2 separate regions of the Ovis aries genome follow, and region 2 is linked to region 1. A link is a contact called in public Hi-C data. All regions are on one chromosome and are shown on one strand. Each heading gives the region's core, a stretch centred on a gene start, on an enhancer-like site or on the middle of the called end of the contact. The rest is flanking DNA. Distances are from core to core; before and after follow the strand shown.

The links. Hi-C and Micro-C count contacts between places; a contact is called where the count stands out from the background.
Region 2: a contact with region 1 is called in a Hi-C map of tail adipose tissue, with 12 times the contacts expected there. The contact joins two enhancer-like sites. A contact is called at or near these places in 10 of 16 Hi-C or Micro-C datasets (blood, hypothalamus, liver and 5 more).

The regions. Positions count from the first base shown.
Region 1 is chr4:96,903,818-96,909,813 of ARS-UI_Ramb_v3.0, reverse strand. It overlaps PODXL (podocalyxin like), which reads left to right. Exons shown (of 9, transcript XM_042249312.1): 3 at 405-1,031; 4 at 1,971-2,191; 5 at 2,727-2,798; 6 at 4,639-4,786; 7 at 4,995-5,056; 8 at 5,320-5,487. Among named protein-coding and RNA genes, the nearest start is that of PODXL, 45 kb to the left of the region's middle. Within about 2 kb of position 3,468, at least 9 of the 54 cell types and tissues checked have an H3K27ac peak or open chromatin away from gene starts, as enhancers often do.
Region 2 is chr4:97,030,071-97,036,179 of ARS-UI_Ramb_v3.0, reverse strand. All of the region lies in intron 2 of LOC132659763 (a long non-coding RNA gene), which reads right to left. Among named protein-coding and RNA genes, the nearest start is that of PODXL, 82 kb to the right of the region's middle. Within about 2 kb of position 1,274, at least 4 of the 54 cell types and tissues checked have an H3K27ac peak or open chromatin away from gene starts, as enhancers often do.

The DNA of each region.
Region 1 (5,996 bases), core at 2,219-4,718:
GGGATATGTGTGAGTCTGTTGTGTTTTCTATAAGCTCCTGGGTCTGGGAGAAGGAGGCAGGAATGATGAGGGTTCTGTGCTGGGATGTGGAAACCTTGAACGGTGCATGCCTGGGGCTGGATGCGGAGGGCAGAGAATGCACTGCAGGCTCCCACAGGCAGTGGGACTAGGTGCTGAGTCCTTCTCTGGAGAAGAATTTCTCTTGACTTCCTCTGCTTTCTCCTCAGCCTTCCTCTTAGAGGCTTCTTGAACCCCAGAGAAATCTGGGCACATCAAGGGCCCAGACCGTTTAGAGGTGGCAGGGATGTGAGCAAGGCCTCTGGATCCTGGGAAAGAGCTGGAGCAATGGAGAGAGAGACTTCCACCTGATACCCTAATTGATTCTGTGTTGTCTTTGTCCATAGGAAATGCCACAGGAACGCTAATGAACAAAATGTCAAGTGTCAGCCCAAGCACCCAGGCAGCATCCACAGAAGCCAATCATCAGAATTCTGATTTAACCACAGACAAACAAAGTACAGCTCCGACATCCAGTGTGACACCCACAGTGCTGACCACCGTATCCGTGCCTAAAACACCTGTCACAAGTGAGATGTCAATCTCAGCCGAGCAAAACACAACTGCCGCAGCCAGGAGCACCTTTCTTGTGGCTCCTAAAGATCCTATAGCCGCATCAACCACCGTCTCAACAAATCCTGAAAGCATGAGCAGCCAGAATGCAATGAATGATTCGCCCACATCCGGAATCCCAGGTGCCCACAATGTGACCACAGCCGGCGGGACCACTACGAAAGGCAGTCAGACGGTCTCCACCTCTCCAGATCCGAATAGCACCCCGAGCAGCTCTCCTACCCTGTCTTCCTCAACCAGCCTCGCAGGCGCTCAGCAGCCTAGCGGCGGCCCTGTGACTCCAGCCCCTGGGCCTCCACAGCCCAAAGGGAGCTCCCCTGCGGAATCAGACAAAATGACTGTAACTACGAGTTTAGGCAGGAAGACAAGTCCCACCTTCACAGCCCAGCTGACCACACCGAGTAAGTGCTGCCTTTGCCTTTTTGAAGCAGGAGGAACTTTCAGATGTCTATGCTGTGTACCGTTGTTCAGCTAGAAGGTGGAGATTCATGCCGAGGGTTGAAGAGCATAAATGTGCACCGCCTTCGCTCAGCCTGTTTCCCATCCAGCGGTGAGCTGCGGCCAGCAGAGCTGTGTGCTGTGATGAGAGCTCAGGGTTTTGAACTGCCCAGTGGAGCGTTTTCCTTTTGTTAAGTGCTAGTCTTAGTCCAGTAAATTCATTTCAAGCCTCACTGATGGATCATGAGCCTCATGGCCCATTTGAGATGTATTGCATCAGAGTCTCTTGGTGTGAATCGGAGCATTCGCATTTCGGGGGACCCCCCACCCCATCCCACCCCATCCCACCCCTCTCCCCCTCCTGCTGCCATGTCATGTGGGTACCTGGTGAAGTTACTAGAGAACCACACCCCGACAGCACGGTTATGTCCTGTGTAAGAGCAAGGGCCCCGAGTCGGATAAACCTGGATTCCAGTCCCTGCTCTGCCATGCGTTAGAGCGGAATTCATAAGCCCCTCTGAGGCTCCATTGCCTTGTCTATGAAAGGGGTGATTATGGTACTTTCCTCAGAGTCACTGTGAGGCCTGAAGAAGAGAGTAGGACCCTGGCAGAAGCAGTTACTCAGCTGACATCTGCTCTGGCACTGTCACTGCTGTTGATACTTCTCTCGGGTTCCCACACCGGCTCATCTAGTCTGCTCATCCTGTACTAGGTGCCGGGACCTGGCTTCCTCAATCTGCCTCCTCTTTCTCATAGCTTGCCTCCTTCTGCTTGTGGTCTGTAAAGCCAAAGTGGGGTGGGGCAAGACTGAAGAACCTCAGAAAACTGAGAACAGGAAAGACTATCCTTTTTCTGTTTAAACCACTCACCTTTCCTCATAAGCTTTGTTTTCCCATTTACAGAAACACAGGTCACTGTTGAAGGAACTCAGCACACCTCCAGGGAGACGCCAGCTGTCACCATCACCGCTGGAGTTCAGCAACCCACAGGCTCTTCACTGGGACCTGGGACCACATCTCTGGTCAGGAGATCTACCATCTCCAGCACTCAGTTGACGTCAAATGCCCCTCAAAGCTCCAGCACCCGTTCTCCCACCTCAGTAATTCCAACAAATATAGGGCAGGTAAGAGAGCCCAGACTCAGAGAGAAAGGGACTCCAGGAAGAGCATCTCTACCCTTCTCTACCAGAGCCCCTGGCGGGGGTGTGAGAGCCAGTATCCTTCACCCACTGTCTCTGGCTTTGCTGGACTCGGCTTAGAGAACGGGATAACCAGGAACATACCTGGCTGTCAGACCCCAGCTGGCCAGCTCCCAGTTTGCCGCAAGTTACTTGCCTGGTGTCACCCACCTAACTGTGTGTGTGTGTGTGTGTGTGTGTGTGTGTGTGAGTCGCTTCAGTCGTGTCCAGCTCTTTGCAGCCCCATGGACTGTAGCCTGCCAGGCTTCTCTGTCCATGGGATTCTCCAGGCAAGAATACTGGAGAGGGTTTTCATTCCCTCCTCCAGGGGAGTCTTCCCAACCCAGGGATCGAACCCTGGTCTCCTACATTGCAGGCAGATTCTGAGCCACCAGGGAAGCACCTAAGGGAGGGAGGGAGGATTCAAAGATGAGATCTTATCAAGTTCAGCCTGGCCCTTAATCCCAGTGGCTTCTTTCAGATCCAGTGCCGTCCTCCTGAAAAGCTGAATGAGAGCAAACTCTCCCTGAACATCTCGGGAGCCAACAGTTGTGTGAGTACCTTGCTCCCCTGGGCCCCATCCTGACCTGCATCTTCCAAAGGCGGTTTAGCTCCACGATCACTGAAAGTGGAAGGGAATGGAGTGTTCCTTGTAGAAAGGAGCTGAGAGATGTGTTCATTTCCTGCCCTTGTTTTTGGTCCTTCCAATCTTACAGAGGGTCAGAACCAGCTTCTCTAAAGGAAGCCCCGCCCACAGGGCTGCTACAGGGCCAGAAATACCAGGTCTCCTGAGCTTTCAGTTCTGAGAGTCTGACCCAAGCCCTGGTTCTTGCTTGCTTCTAGTTCAGGATGTGACTTTGCTAAGCCCATCTCTTTGGGCTTCAGAGGCCTCAGTTGAAGAGAAGAGACTTAGTCTGCCTAACTTTCGTTGTTCTAAGAGTCTATGGTTTTATATTTCCTGCTCCATGTATTATCTGACAGCTTGCCTCTAACCCAGGGGAGCCGTTGCCAACAGCTGTTCTTCCACTCAGGGTGGTGTGTGTGTGTGTATTGTTTGAGGGAGCTGGTGTCAGCACGTGTGTGAGTCCATTTGCATGAAAGAGAGAGTGTAGCCGTGTTGTCCACTGCCTTCAGACTGCTAGTCTCCCTAGGATTAAGGGCTTTAGTCTGGGGATATCTGCCGCAGTGCTTACTCAGTAGCTGAGGTCCGAGTGAGTGCTAGTGATGGATGGCTCACTGCCGCCCTCTCCTGGTCAGTGGCTATTTTGCAAACACCCCTAGGAACCAGAAAGTGAAAGCAAGCGGCAGGGAAAACTTGGGTTTACAATAATTTAATGCTACCTATTTTCTGCAGTTGTTTTCTTTTGGGTGTCCGTTTTGCTGGAATTTTCCAAGTGAACTATAGAAAAGCTGGAGTTTTCAAACAGAGCAGGGTTTTCCTGGGATTGGGCTTGTTGGACAAGGCGAGAACCACGCTGACGCTTGCCCAGCCTTTCCTCCAGCTCTCTTTTTGGCTGAAACTTGGCAGGGGTGTGTTTGGTGGTAAGCCTTCTTTTCCTTTGCCATAAATGCGAAGAGGAAAGCCCTGCATCTTTACCTGGTAGGAGGGCTGGAGAGCTAGTAGGCCTAAGGAAATTCCAGGTAGAAAACCCAAGGGATGGGTTGTGGGACAAGCCAAAGCAAGAGTCCTTTTCTTCATCTTGGTGTCCTTATTCCAAAGTCTGGTCAGAGAAACACCAGTTTGGGGTGCCTCTGGAAGACTGGGTAAAATCTCCCCACACTTTGCTTCCTCACCCTCAGCCCCAAAGCCACATCAGCCATGCTCTTTCTGCTTAGAAATATAGAGGAAGCCCCTCAAAGATGTCCTGTGCGTCTTTCAGACACTCCTGAGTCCCCCCTGTGCAGTGATGGCCTTGCCCTTCTCTTGTCAGCCTATTTAGGTGTTCGGTCTTAGCCGAGGGATGGATGACCTTGAGCTGAGAGCCGGGCACTTCCCCTCCCGAGGTCTCTGAACTCAGCATCAAGGGCTGGTGAATGCAGGTTCATTGGCATCTTTGCACTGGCAGTGCCTCCGCAGGTCCTTCCAGGAGAGAGAAATGATGACGGGCAGCAGGTCATGATTAAAGAGCTCTGAGAGAGAGGGGCACACTCAGGGGAATGGCATTATTCAACCAAGATGAGATAAATGGGACGGGGGGTCGAGGGAGGAGACGTCCACCTGAGCCAGAGAAGGCAGGGGCTGGCCCAGGAGGAGAGCATGTCACCCGCCAGTCCAGGCGATCGGTTCACAGCTGGCAACAGCCTTGTCCTGACCTTAGCTTGCAAGGGTGGCCCCACAAGCCTAGGCTGCTGTCATGATCCCCGAGCAATTACCTGTCGTCTTCCCACAACAGAACACAGTCGCTTCGAATCACAAACTGGTCGAGGTGTTGTGCCAAGCAGTAAAACCCTCCTTCAACAAAACTCAAGATCAGTGCTATATAGAGATGGCTCCTGGTTCACATGCCCAGGAAGTGGACATCAAACACATTACCATCATCAGTGAGTTGAGGGCCAGGGCGGGGAGGCCTCTCTGGGGTGGGAATGGGGCAGGGGGGTGACAGGAGCCACAAGGATGGGTCAGTTGTCAACTCTCCGTCACCTGCACGAGAGACACTGCTCAGGAGACGGACGAACAGGAAGCCCCCTGTCCCTGCCGTGTCTCTCTGAGCTAGACCACTGAACCAGCATCTCTCCCTCTCCCCCTCAGCAAAGCTCCATCCCACGGACGTTTATAAATTGCTGAAAGACAACTGGGACAAACTAGAAGACGTAAGTGGGCAGCCCCACATGCTGGGACAGACTGGGTCAGGAGCCTGTCCCTCAGAAGCCCGCGGTTCCCTGGTTCCACTGTTTCTCATTGTTGAGGAACCTCTGGTTTGCAAGCATCTAGATGGGAGGATAAAAGGGGACAGCAGGGCGGTGGAATAGGCCCCCCAAACCCCACGTGGAAGAGCTTGTAAGTGAATGGGAGTTCTGAGAGAGAGAGACCCAGAACCCGTTTTCTGCTATGTCACTCTCTCTTTCCTGGCCAGGTGGGAGTCAGAGACATGCAGTTTGATGGGCAAGGACCACCAGAAGAGATGGAGGACCGGTTCAGCATGCCTCTGATCATCACTATTGTCTGCATGGCATCCTTCTTGCTCCTGGTGGCGGCCCTCTATGCCTGCTGCCACCAGCGCCTCTCCCATAGGAAGGACCAGGTGAGGACCAAGCAGTCCAGTTCACTGGATGACTTTCACCCTGTTATTCACATGTTAGAAAAAAGCCATTGGCCCTTTCAGATAGGCAGAGGTCACTATCCCTTATAGGAAATGGAAATTTGCCTGAAGAATTAAAGAGGCGGCAAGGGTTTTGGAGTCAAAGAATTCTTGGGTTAAACCCTAGCTCTGCTTCTGATTAACTGGGTAACCTTGAACAAGTCATAATCTCTGAGCTTCAGGTTTCTCACCTGTGTAGTGGGAATATCCACCTTGCAGAGTTGCTCTGTGGATCCATTCCTGTAAATGGGCTGAGGCATACCCATCTAACCAGGTTTTTCATCTACCTTACTAGGATTCCCTTGTAACAGTTCCGCCCAGATTCAGGGTTCTCAACCCTGGCTGCACACCGTGGAGAGCTTTAAAAGAAATCCCGCTGCTTAGTCTCCTCAAACCCCAACTGAAATGGCATTTCTGGGTCACTGTATTCGTTTAAAGATTGCCAGGGACGG
Region 2 (6,109 bases), core at 25-2,524, 130 kb before region 1:
ATGAAGTTGTATGGTATTGCACAGCAAAGGAACCTCTCACAAATAAATCTTCCAGTTTTTCCGCAGATGTATTAGAATGAGTTTTTGGGGGGCGGGCGGAGGCAAGGGGCTGTGCTGGGTCTTTGTTGCTGCACACGGGGGGTTTTCTCTAGTTGCAGCAAGTAGGGGCTGCTCTTCATTGCGGTGCGTGGGCTTCTCACTGCGGTGGCTTTTCTTGTGGAGCACAGGCTCCAGGCGCACGGGCTTCAGAAGCTGCAGCATGCAGGCTCAGCAGTTGTGGCTCCTGGGCTCTAGAGCTCAGGCTCAGTAGTTGTGCCACACGAGCTTAGTTGCTCCTCAGCATATAGAATCTTCCCAGACCAGGGATCAAATCTGTGTCCCCTGCATTGGCAGGCAGATTTCCGTCTACTGTGCCACCAGGAAAGTCCTGGAGTGAGTTTTCATGCAGCTGGCCTCTCTGTGCAAACAGTGAGTACCATGTTTCAGCTGCAGACCTATAGAAAGTTGACCTTGGAGAATAAATTTATGCTCCTGATCCAGACTGCTGGCTTAGTTTTAAATGAAGCATTCTAAGCCTCCGCTGCAGACGGTACATTGAGAATTTCTGGGGGTGAGACAGGAAAACAGACCCCAGGTGATGTTTAACTCACAGGAATTCCTCTGTTCTCAGCTTGGGCTGCACAGAGGAATCACCTGCCCGAAGAGCTTTAAAATCCAAGCTGCCTGCTCCCCACCCCAGAGTCTAAGTAAACTGGTCTGAGTGAGGCCTTGATCTGGGGGTTTTTAAGAACTCCTCCAGGGATGCTCTGTGCAGGCATGATGGTAACCCTGGCACTATAGCTTTGAGAGACTGAAACATCCTCTGCTAAGAAGGTGACCAACTCATGAGTTTGCACAGGACTCCCCAGTCTGAAAACTCAAAGTTCCATGTCCCCTTCAGTCCTGGGAGCACTGGGACTGTTGGCCATCTAAAAAAGATTTTCATCCGCATGCAACTAAAGACCAACAGGGCACAGAGCAGGAAGCAAAGCACGGAGCCTAACACTTTCCCAGTTAGGCGCCCCCTCCCCTCCCCAGCGCCAGCTTCCTCCACCGTCTCCTTTGGGAACTGCTGCAAGGGTGTGGCTGCCCCAGGGCTCCAGCCCTGATTTCCTGATAATTCAAAGGCATTTCCCGGTTGGCCTGAAATTTCTGTTTCCTGTTCTCTCCCACACTATTTTTAGGTGCAGCAGACAGTTTCTGCCTGGGCCTGCCCTACCCACCCCGGTGTCTATCCCAGACCCTGGAACCCAGCAGGGTGGGCCTACAGGATGAAGGGCCTGATCCCAGGGGCTAGGGCCCTGCCATCCAGGGGGGCGGTGGAGTGCCCAGGTGGCGCTGTCACCACCCCCATGGCCCACTCTGACTTGGTGGGGTGCCCCTAGGCTACACTGCTTTTTTGTTTATCTTACAAGCTTTAAAATAAATAGTATTTCCCCATTTCCTTTTCCTTAGGCCTGGCTGTTCTAAGCTTCCTGTATCTTTATGTATCAGTCTACAGCCTCAGTTCAGTTCGGTTCAGTCCCTCAGTGGTGTCTGACTCTGCAACCCCACGGACTGCAGCACACCAGGCCTCCCTGTCCATCACCAACTCCCGGAGTTTACTCAAACTCATGTCCATTGAGTCGGTGATGCCATCCAACCATCTCATCCTCTGTGTCCCCTAAAGGCTGAGAAACCCAATAGGAGGGCCTATCAAGTAGCCCCACTACAATTACCCACGCTGGATAGCAAAGTCCCAGGCCTGAAGGGCTGCCTTTAGTCTGTCAAACACTTCCTGTGTGTTAGGCACTGCATTTATTTTGTCCGAGTTCACTGCAGTATCATGAGACGACAAGAGCCTCTATTTCTGGGTCAGGCACCTGAGGCTCAGAGAGGCAAACAACTTACCCCAGGTCACACAGCAGCAGGGCTGTCACCTGACCCCAGATGGACTGGCTGATAGTCTGCATGGCAGCATTGCCCCAACTCTTTTTCACCATTGCCCTTCTCAGGAGACTTTGTAGTCATTTTGTTTTCCTCTGATCACTCCCTCCCTCCCCCATGAAATTTTAATAGTATGGAGATCCTGCGTATCTGTGTAGGTACTATATGGCTACATAATACACAAACAGAGAGAGACTGTTTTCCTCTTCAAGAACCACTGCACCCCTTCGGGGGTGGTCTCACTCCTGTTAAGAAGGCCAGCAGGGCCTGAAGTCTAACTGATTCCTTCCTTTAGTATTGGATATAGGTAGAGAAGTGAAGTGAAGTGTTAGTCACTCAGTCATGTCCAACTCTTCTCGATCCCACAGACTGTAACCCACCAGGCTCCTCTGTCCATGGGATTTCCTGGGCAAGAATACTGGAGTGGGTTACCATTTCCTTCTCCAGGGGATCTTCCTGACCTGGGGATCAAACCCAGGTCTCCTGTATTGCAAGGAAGATTCTTTAGCCACCAGGGAAGCCCAGGTGGAGGGGAAGGGTAAATCCATAAAGAAGGTTCTCCCAAATCAATCCTCCCCAAAACTCCAGTGTGAAAAGAAGAGCTGGTTCATTAAAAGAGCTCGATGTCAAACATGTCTGCAGAAGGCTGAAGGCAGGACCATTCCACCTCCTGGAGAGTCATCCTACCAAAATCCCTGAGCAGCTACTTAGAAACACACCTGTTTTATTTTTACACCAGTACATATTAACTTAGGGCCACAAATGTCTCCTCTTTCTGGCATTTGGGGTCTAGTTCCTTGACCAGCGATCGAACCTGGGCCCCCTGCATTGCAAGCGCAGAGCCTTAGGCACTGGACCACTAGGGAAGTCTCTTTCCTTTAATTTGTGTTTTTCTTTTTTTCTTTGGCCCTGTCACACAGCTTGTGGGATCTTAATTCCCCGACCAGGGATTGAACCCACACACTCAGCAGGGAAAGCACAGAGTCCTAGCCACTGGACTGCGAAGGAATTCCCTCATAAATTATTTTGAATTCATATTTGTAGAACATACTTTTGAAAATGCTGCTGTAGATAGAGTTGTCTTCTTTTCTAAAGTGGGTCTTTCCGGTGATGTTTGGCCCAGAAGGTGAACAAACAGCTTTTTCTGTGAGTCGGTCAAGGCAGGCCAACCGGTCCACAGAGCTCTGACCATCAGTCCAGAGAACATGCAACATAGACCCAGACCTCCATGCCGGATTCCAGGCAGGAGCAGGCAGAGAAAGATGTTTTACGATACGGTCATGAAATCCTGGTTTATTTGACTCCCTGGTGGCTCAGACAGACAGAATCTGCCTGCAATTCAGAAGACCCGGCTTAGATTCCCTGGGTCGGGAAGATCCCCTGGAGAAGGAATTGGCACCCCACCCCAGTATTCTTGTCTGGGAAATCCCATGGACAGAGGAAGCTGGCGGGCTACAGTCCAAAGGGTCGCAAAAGAGTCGGACACGACTGCTCGACTAGCATCAAATCCTTATTTATTTGACACAAGCGTGTTGCCCATCTTCTTTGTGCCACAGGGTGGAGCTGCTGGGGGTGGGGCCCCACCGTCCGTGTGGTAGTGTCTGCGTCCTGGTGTCACAGCAGCTGGCACGCTGAGCCTCCCCGAGGCAGGTCCTGCTCTATGTCACTGATCTGCTAAACCTTTGACATCACCTGCCCCCGCTCCGTACCAGAACCCTCTGGGGACCGCAGGGAGGACACAGCCGAGTCAGAGCACTTATCCTGACGTGGCCTCGCGGCTTGCCCGTCGAGACCCTCGGGGGCAGGTGTGTTTATGCATCTTGCTGTCCCCTGTGTCTAGCACGGTGCCATGCGTGTTCCAAGCACCGAATAAATGCTCGTTGCACCCGTAACCAAATGCACACGCGAGTGAAAGAATCACTCCCTGAGCAGAGAGGATAGCAAGCCCAGTGGTGTCCCAAGGAGCCAGACAGCTCTATAGGGAACAGGAGTAGTACCCAGAACACCTGGACAGCACACCAACCGCTAGTCCTGGTGTTTAATTGTGTAGGGAACCTGCATCGTGTAATTTTGGTAGTCACCAATAAGTCCCTTGTTTTTAAAATCCTTGTTAGGGAAAATGAAGCAGCTGAGTATGGTATGGCAATGTCTACACCCCTGTCACCCAGGCACTGCCCAAAGTGATGGGAATCCGCTGGGGCCCCTGAGGGACTGCTTCACAGACAGACGGCCACCAGAAGGGCCGGGGTGCAAGCTGGGGTAACACTGATACACACAGTCCTGTCACGGCACCCACCCCAGTATCTGTCTCATTCTCACACGGCCCCAGGGAGCAGGCAGCTTTGGAGTGGTTGTTGTTCAGCCGCTCAGTGGTGTCCGACTCTGCGACCCCATGGACTGCAGCACGCCTGGCCTCCCTGTCCATCACCAGCTCCCGGAGCTTGCTCAAACTCATGTCGGTGATGCCATCCAGCCATCTCATCCTCTGTCGTCCCCTTCTCCTCCTGCCTTCAATCTTTTCCAATGAGTCAGCTCTTCACATCAGGTGGCCAAACTATTAGAGCTTCAGCTTCAGCATCAGTCTTTACAATGAATATTCAGGGTTGATTTCCTTTAGGATGGACCCCCATTTATGGTTGAGAAGTTTGGGGAAGCTGGGAAGAAACTCGGCCGCCTCAGGTGCAGAGATGGAGGAAGAAGAAGGGTAGAGGAGGGGGTCGGAGGCGGAAACAGGACGCTCCCAAACCTCAGCCCTGAAGGCACGTCCAGTCGCGCTACCGCGTTCAGCCAGCAGGTGGCAGCCCCAGGCCAGCTGAGCTGACCATGGTGTCCCCGCGGCCACCCAGAGCGCAGCCTGAGGCAGAGGCCGGAGAGAGTGTGTGGAAGAGGCCAAAGGACACAACACACACACACAACACAAACACACACCACAACACCTATACACCACACATACACACTCCACACACCACGTACCACACACAACACCTATACACCACACATACACACTCCACACACCACTTACCACACACAACACCTATACACCACACATACACACTCCACACACCACTTACCACACACAACACCTATACACCACACATACACACTCCACACACCACTTACCACACACAACACAACACCTATACACCACACATACACACTCCACACACCACTTACCACACACAACACAACACCTATACACCACACATACACACTCCACACACCACTTACCACACACAACACCTATACACCACACATACACACTCCACACACCACTTACCACACACAACACCTATACACCACACATACACACTCCACACACCACTTACCACACACAACACCTATACACACACACACACCACACACCACTTACCACACACAACACAACACCTATACACCACACATACACACTCCACACACCACTTACCACACACAACACCTATACACCACACATACACACTCCACACACCACTTACCACACACAACACAACACCTATACACCACACATACACACTCCACACACCACTTACCACACACAACACCTACACACACACACACATACACACATCCACACACAACTTACACACAACACCATACACCATACACACACACCACACACCACTTACCACACACAACACCTATACACCACACATACACACTCCACACACCACTTACCACACACAACACCTATACACCATACATACACACTCCACACACCATGTACCACACACAACACCGATACACCATACATACATACTGCATACACCACTTAGTTGGCTTCAAACTCAACATTCAGAAAACTAAGATCATGGCATCTGGTCCCATCACTTCATGGCAAACAGATGGGAAACAGTGGAAACAGTGAGAGACTTTATTTTGGCGAGCTCAAAATCACTGCAGATGGTGACTGCAGCCATGAAATTAAAAGACGCTTACTCCTTGGATGAAAAGCTATGACCAACCTAGACAGCATATTAAAAAGCAGAGACATTATTTTGCCAACAAAGGTCCATCTAGTCAAAGCTATGGTTTTTCCGGTGGTCATGTATGGATGTGAGAGTTGGACTATAAAGAAAGCTGAGTGCTCAAGAATCGATGCTTTTGAACTGTGGTGTTGGAGGAGACTCTTGAGAGTCCCTTGGACTGC